Linked DNA regions of Pan troglodytes: region 1 is linked to region 2. A link is a contact called in public Hi-C data. All regions are on one chromosome and are shown on one strand. Each heading gives the region's core, a stretch centred on a gene start, on an enhancer-like site or on the middle of the called end of the contact. The rest is flanking DNA. Distances are from core to core; before and after follow the strand shown. Region 1 holds the start of ANO4 (anoctamin 4). Region 2 holds the start of GAS2L3 (growth arrest specific 2 like 3).

What was found. Hi-C and Micro-C count contacts between places; a contact is called where the count stands out from the background.
Region 1: a Hi-C map of stem cell-derived neural progenitor cells shows a contact between it and region 2, with 2.4 times the contacts expected there. The contact joins the promoter of ANO4 here to the promoter of GAS2L3 in region 2. A contact is called at or near these places in 2 of 7 Hi-C or Micro-C datasets (induced pluripotent stem cells and stem cell-derived neural progenitor cells) and 1 of 1 datasets of contacts at active chromatin or transcription factors (stem cell-derived excitatory neurons).

Annotation. Positions count from the first base shown.
Region 1 is chr10:107,541,179-107,544,544 of NHGRI_mPanTro3-v2.0_pri, reverse strand. ANO4 (anoctamin 4) reads right to left here and starts at 1,807. Exons shown (of 28, transcript XM_063787015.1): 1 at 1,503-1,807. The coding sequence starts at 1,617.
Region 2 is chr10:107,397,984-107,401,598 of NHGRI_mPanTro3-v2.0_pri, reverse strand. GAS2L3 (growth arrest specific 2 like 3) reads right to left here and starts at 2,289. Exons shown (of 9, transcript XM_003313885.7): 1 at 2,143-2,289.

The DNA.
Region 1 (3,366 bases), core at 558-3,057, 140 kb before region 2:
CTTCATTTTCTCCACCTGGGTGCTCAATTAAGCTTTTAAAGCTTCTAGAAACGTACAGAACTGATCATTATGTAAACCTATTACTGACAGTATCCATGGGGCAGCATACAAAATCTAAATGATGTAAAAAAACAGAAGTTAGATCCCTCTGATAGGAAAAGGTGTAAAAATAGATGTTTTGCCAATGAATATGCCTAAAATGCCATCAGCATATTGAATTATCCCCAGATGGTAACCCAGGAACCACAATGTTGAGTGTTAAATGTGCATGCAGGTAAGAACAACTTAAATCCCAGCAAAAATGTTCTGAGCACGGGGGAAGGGGGTTGGAGGAAAGAAAAAATAGGCCACCAGACTGAAATTTGTAATCTGCTCACAATTTGTTACTGGTTCCCAGGCATCAATTGCAAACCCTCTGAGCCACCTAAATGATCATTTTAAACAATTTAAATCCAGAGAAAGAGACTGACCCTGTTAACCTTGGTAAAATGAGCAGGGGACATCACTGGCCTAGAGAATGAAGATTCCACACCAAAGAATAGCAATTTCGGTCCCACCCATCCCAGGCTTTGAGATGTCCCTGCAGAACATTCCCCATCAATTGCTCACAGCTTTCCCCTTTAAAATGCCAAATCTAGATCTTATCGCAACAACTGACTGCAAGCAAGAGGAAGGGAGGGAGGTCTACTTGAGTTTCTGCTTCCTATAACCAAGTCTCAGCAGTATTTCTGATAAAGGGCTAAAGAGAATTGCTTTATCCACACAAGCAAGAACGTTGATAAGAAGCCTTGCTGGCTTCCCCAGCGCGCTAGGATTTCTAGCTGAGCCTGAAACCTTCACACAGTGATTTTGTTTTCCTTCAGAACCATGCAATACCACACATGTATATATGTATATGTCTATTCATATATATTTATTTAACAAAACAATGGGCAGGGGAACGATGAATGCCTTCCTTTTTCATAAACTTTTATTTCCAAACTGATTTCTTTGTTTGCATTAAAAACATGTTACAGTGCATATTATTTTAACTCCACAGCATCTGTCAGAGAGATGTTCTCATCTCTCTGATTTACAGACGGAGAAATGCAGAGGCTGAAAAGTTTAAATAACTTGCCCAAGGTCAGTCAGGGACAAGATAAGCGCTGGCTGAACGCACATCTCCCAACTCCAAGCCTCACCCCGCTAGAGGAGGACTTAACACCCGCGTCCCTTCCCCTGAGTGGTCGGAAGCGAGGGGAATGTTTGTGGAGTCCCGAAGCTCCCAGATCCTCCCAAATTTTGAAGCGTTTTTCCCGCAGACACCCGGTTCCCGGGTTACCCGCGGCCCGAAACCCCGCGGAACATCGGCCCCTCAGGAGCGGCGCGCACGGCCGCCGTCTCCCTCCCTTCCAGACCCCTCCGCAGAGGCGAACCCCGAAGTTTCCCCGGGTGTTTCGACGGCTCCCTGGGCCCCTCCCTTCCGCCCCGCCGCCCCAGGAACCCGCGACGGCCCCAGTTACCGTATGCGGTGAGGGAGGCCATCCTGGCCCGCGTCCTGCCCAGACTGGCCAGGGCGTCGGCTAGAGCGGCCCCCTGCGCGCTGCGCCCCTGGACGGCCCGGCCCGGCGAGTGCATGCGCTTGGCTCCAGCGGCGCCCGGGCGCTCCGCGGCTGAGCACGCCCAGTCAGCGCGCCGCGCTCGCCCCTAGAGCTGCCGGCGCGCAGGGGCCCCCGGCCGGGCTGCGCTGCGAGAGCGGCGGGAGAGAGGGCGTAGACCGGCAGCCGCGCTCCGGGTCCCAGCGGGGATTGAACCAGCCGCGGAGGACGCGCGGCCGGGAGAGGGGAGGGGCGAAGCTGGAGGTGGGAGGTGCCCGGCAGAGGCGCGCCGCGGATTTGGCCCAGCGCCGTCGGCGTCGGGCGGGATCCCCGGTGGGTTCACGCCAAAAGGGGTGGCAGGGATGTCGTGGCAAGGGTCGGGGAGTCCCAGGCGCGCCACAGCCTCTCGTGACGGTCTCCTTTCCTAGGGAAGTTCCACTGGAGAGCGCGCCGGGGGACACATGGGGTGGGTCTGGCCGCCCGTGACTCTGGGCGCGATTCCCAGCCCAGGGGACAGTCTGGAGAAGGCTTTGCCTGTGAGACCAAAGCACAGGGGAGAGTAGCAACCTTCTCCTGCGCACTTCTATTAGTGAAGTCGGTGACTACTAAGTACCGAACTCTGACCCCAACAGTTCAGACGTGTCCCAGTACATCATCTTATCATCTCTATTTGTGCTTCTGTCTTACCACGAGGCGCTCACCGGTGTCCTATTCCTGCCCAGCATCTGATGAGGGCGCGAGTTCACACAAGGTTGAGTGATGGAATGTCCGAGCTGGTCTCAGCCCGCCTTCCCTATTGTGCTGGGTCTCCGTCTAGAATCAGCTGGCTGAGGAGAGGGAAAGGAGTGGGAGAGCGAGAACGAGACCCAATAAGTCGGTGGCACCCATTGCGGGATGAAGCAGGGGAAAGAGGAAGGCCGCCCAACGCCTCCTCGGGTCAGGTGCAACCCCGACCCCGTCCCTTGCCGCGAGGCTTTGCCATTCCCAAGTGTAAAGTTGAGACCACACCAAAAGGAAGGCCCAGAGGCCTCCTGGCTCGGGGTCGAAGGTCGTGATCACCAGGCCTTGTAAAACGCCCGCGCGGGAGGAATTGGGGGGCGATGGTGTCAAGGCATTAACTGCATTTGGGGTTGCGCCTACTCGGGTGGAGGCACCGAGGGCAAATAAATCTGGCGGAGACAAAACCTGGCGTTTGTCTGGGAAGCTTCCCGCGCTCTCCAGCTCTCCAGCCCTCAGAGTTGGGCGCTTCCAACCTCCGCGTCCGCCTGCCTCCCCACTCTTCGGTGAGGGCAGCCAGGCGGCGGCGGGTGACCGGTGGACGAGGCTCTAGGATGTAGTGTCGGGGCCCACACTTACCCATGTGAGCGCAAGGCTGAGACTGCGGCCGACCGGAGGAGCCAGCCCCTAAGGAGGGCCAGGTCTGCCCAGGATAGTGGGAGCGTGGGATCTGGTCCTTTATTGGCCCTCGGTCAGCCAGCCAGCAGCCGGGTGACCCATGGTTAAGACACCGTCTCTAAGGTTCCATTTCCCCATCTGTAAAATGGAGCTAAGCATTGCAGCTGTGCTCACCTCGCAGGGCGGTTGCAGGGATCTGGTGGGACAGGGACACTATCAGAACTGAGGCTCTGTCTTGGTGGCTGCTCCCTGCCTTGACCTTGCCCCTTGAGGGCCCCACTGGCCTCTCCCGCAGGTTTTTTCAGCCTCACACTCTACCCAACCCCAGGCTGAAATTGCAACCGCCCACCCTTGAGCCTAAAGTGACTGGGAAACCTGCTCTCAGCTCCTGCTC
Region 2 (3,615 bases), core at 1,040-3,539:
GTCACACTGACAATCCAGTGCAGGAAAGTTACTTAATGTTAGGAATATAAAGGTGTGTAACACAGAAAAAAGCCTGCACTGAATTCCAGGTGAACCCTAGTAAGTGATTTCCCTTCTTTGAACTTCAGTTTTGTCCCCTATAAAATAGAGATAACGGCCAGGCGCGGTGACTCATGCCTGTAATCCCAGAGCTTTGGGAGGCCGAGTCGGGCGGAACACGATGTCAAGAGATCGAGACCATCCTGGCCAACATGGTGAAACCCCTTGTCTACCAAAATACAAAAATTAGCTGGGCGTAGTGGCACACACCTGGAGTCCAACTACTCGGGAGGCTGAGGCAGGAGAATCGCCTGAACCCGGGAGGCAGAGGTTGCAGTGAGCCGAGATCGCGCCACTGCACTCCAGCATGGGCGACAGAACGAGACTCTGTCTCAAAAAAGAAAAAAAAAAAAATAGAGATAACATGAACTACATTTTAGGATTACTAAGAGGTTTAACAATAATATAAGTAAAGAACACAATACCTGATATATAATGATGTGTTTGATAAATAGTAATCCACGTGTTTATGATGTGTCAGATACTGTTTTAAATGCTTTACATGTATAATTTAATCAATAAACAATAATTATCCCTATCTCTGGTATTGCCTTCACCTTCTACCTCTCCCCATCCTTTGGGGACAGCTCAAAACTTTTTGTCTAAGTTAAACAGCAGAGAAATAATAATAGCTATGTATCAGGCACTGTGCTAAATTAGTTACGTGGAATTTCATTTAATCTTTACAACAATCCTCTCAATAAAGTAGGAACTATTATTAACCTTCTTTCACAGACTAGGAAATTTAGGCTTAGAAGGATTAAATAATGTGTCTAAAGTCAGATATCCAATGAAGTCTGATTTCAGAGCCCCCCTGCTTAGCAACTGTCACGCTAAAAAAAAAAAAATTACTACTTCTAATTCAATGTCAGATAGCAAACACCTACTGTTCAATGACAGTTGGTTTCTAATGAGATTTTGAAACAGATGAGTCAGACAACAGGTATCGGCATCTACACCAGATCACTAGAGTTTCCACTTCTGTCATTTGAAACAGTTCCAATTTGTTCCCAAAGGGAATCTGAGGTGGTGAGAATTTCAATTTCTAATCATTTAAGTGCCAAGACAGGTGATCAGATAGCAATTCACAAAGCGGTTCTGTTGTTCTTGTTGTTTTTGTTTGTTTGTTTTTTGCTCTCCACACAAGCGAAGCAAAACCCAGGCTCTGACCTTAAATCATCTCTTTGCAACCACTGGGGATCAGCTATTTCACCATGCCATGCCACAAAGCACTCAAATTTACAACATTCAATCCCTCGGTGTGAAAAGATTAGGAAAGGAACCACGGGTGACTGCATAGAGGAGCATGCCCTCCAAAACTTTCCTCTGACTTCCAAGGCACTCTACAAGCCTTCCCTTTCTTTTGCCAGCCTCTCCCCGGGCAGTCCTCCAAACTGAGGATTGTGGGCGGAAGGCATTGCGCAGGGTCTCCAGCTCTATTCCCCAGTTCCGCACATGTGGGCGTTCTAGACCCTGCATGGACTGGGAGAAAAAACAGGGAAGAGCCTATAAACCTTGCTAGAGGGCAAGAATAACTGTCTGTCTCTTTCTCTTTGCAGGGCCAGAGACTTCATCAATTCTTTCCGAGGATGATGAACAGAAAAAAACAGACCCTCTAAGTGCCAGGCGCTTAGGGATGAGGGTGCCCCTGAAGACCCCACAGTACCTTCGGGCTCTGATACCGCTCTGGATTTAAAGCAGGGCGAGTAGCGGCTGGATCCCTCCTCCCCAGCTGAGCTCGCCCACACCAGCAGCCCCAACCGCCCCGCACACCTGTCGCCCCTCTCTCCGCACTTGGGTGGACAGGTGAAGGCAGGCGCAACGTCACCTTGACGGCCCCAGGAGCCAATCAGAGCACGCGACTGCCGCAGCCAGGCAAACGCAGAGCGTCCTGGCTCCCGCAGTCGGGGGACCCAACAAACCTCAGCTTCGGGGCCTCAGAGAGCTGGGGGCTCCTGGAGCCCTCAGGCTGAGGCGCGGAGGCCCCGAGACAGCGAGTAAAAGTTCGCCAGGAAAAGAGAAGACAAACAGGGAAGTACTCACCAGGCGCAGGAGGGTCACTTCTCCCAGCGGGGCGACAACTCGGCTCAATCTGTGCGGGGCCAACACGCCCCTAACCAACAGCCGCCGCCGCCGCCGCCTGGGCCTCAGGGTCAGTAGCCGCTCGCCGCCGCCTGTTTCGAAGGGACCAATCATAAGGCGGGGGCGTGGTCTGAGGCCCCGCCCCCGGGCTGCCGGGAAGCACGCGACCCGTGGGCGCTCGCCTGTCAGCGCGTCCAGCGCTGCGCCTCCGGGCGTCTCGGAGCTTCGGTGGCCAAGTCCCTCTGTTCACTGAAAGGCGAAGTGGTTCAGTCAGAGCAGGTCCTCCAATCTGGCCTTTCAGCGACAGCCAGTTCGAAAGCCACAGCCCGTCCTGTTGTTCCCACAGGCCTGAGAGGTGAATGAACCTCGCCTGTAATAATTGCTTCTGAGCGTCCTGAAATGTTGCGGTGCAGCTGAAGGCGCTTCCCTGAGTTTTATCCTGGTCTGTTAAGAGCCGCTCCCAACCCCACATCCACTCGGGAGCTGGCTGACCTGAGGGCGCCACGGTTTCCAGAGACACAGCCTGGAACCCAGCAGGAATGAGGGTCCTCAGCAGAAATCTTTCAGAGAGAGGCCCCTCTTCTCAGGTGTGGAGGGATGAGGAGGAATACTGTAGTCCCAAGTCACAAAATGAGGATGTTGACTCTTCAGCAAACACCGGAGCCTGAAAACAAAACAAAACAAAACAAAAAAACAATGAACTTCAACGTAAAGGATGCTTACTAGCTCCCAGGGTTGAAATAAAGCCGAGACTAGACATCAGTGTAACAATCCCAAGTCGGTTATATCTGTAAATGTGGCTTGTTTCATAGCAATAAATAAATAAATAAATAAATTTTTTAAAAAATCACTGGCTTTGTCCCCGAGGCCTGTGTTGCAGCCCAGGCCCTTCTTTTTTTTTTTTTTTTTTTTTTTTTTTTTTTGAGACAGGGTCTTGCCCTGTCACCCAGGCTGGAGTGCGGTGGCACGATCTCGGCTCACTGCAGCCTTGATCTCACGGACTCAAGAGATCCTCCCACCTCAGCCTCCAGAGTAGCCAGGATTACAGGCCTGTGCCACCACACCGGGCTAATTTTTGTGTTTTTTGTAGAAATGGGTTTTTGCCATGTTGCCCAGGCTGGTCTTGAACTCCTGGGCTCCAGTGATCCTCCCACCTCGGCCTCCCAAAGTGCTGGGATTACAGGCGTTAGCCACCTCACCCGGCCCTATTCAGTCTTTTAGCCTTCCTCAAATCATGTCTCCTCTCTGGGCCTCAGGTCTCCATCTGTGAATGGTGGGCACTGAACTGGAATGACATCTCTCTCTAGCATTCATTCCTTCCTTTACTCAACAAAAACAATGAGATGTACTGTTGCTTGCTAAAGAAACTGAAATGAAAACAGCCTTAGGCTTCAAAGTGCTCAGCAGCATGGTAAAGGCCAAATGGAAGTCTGT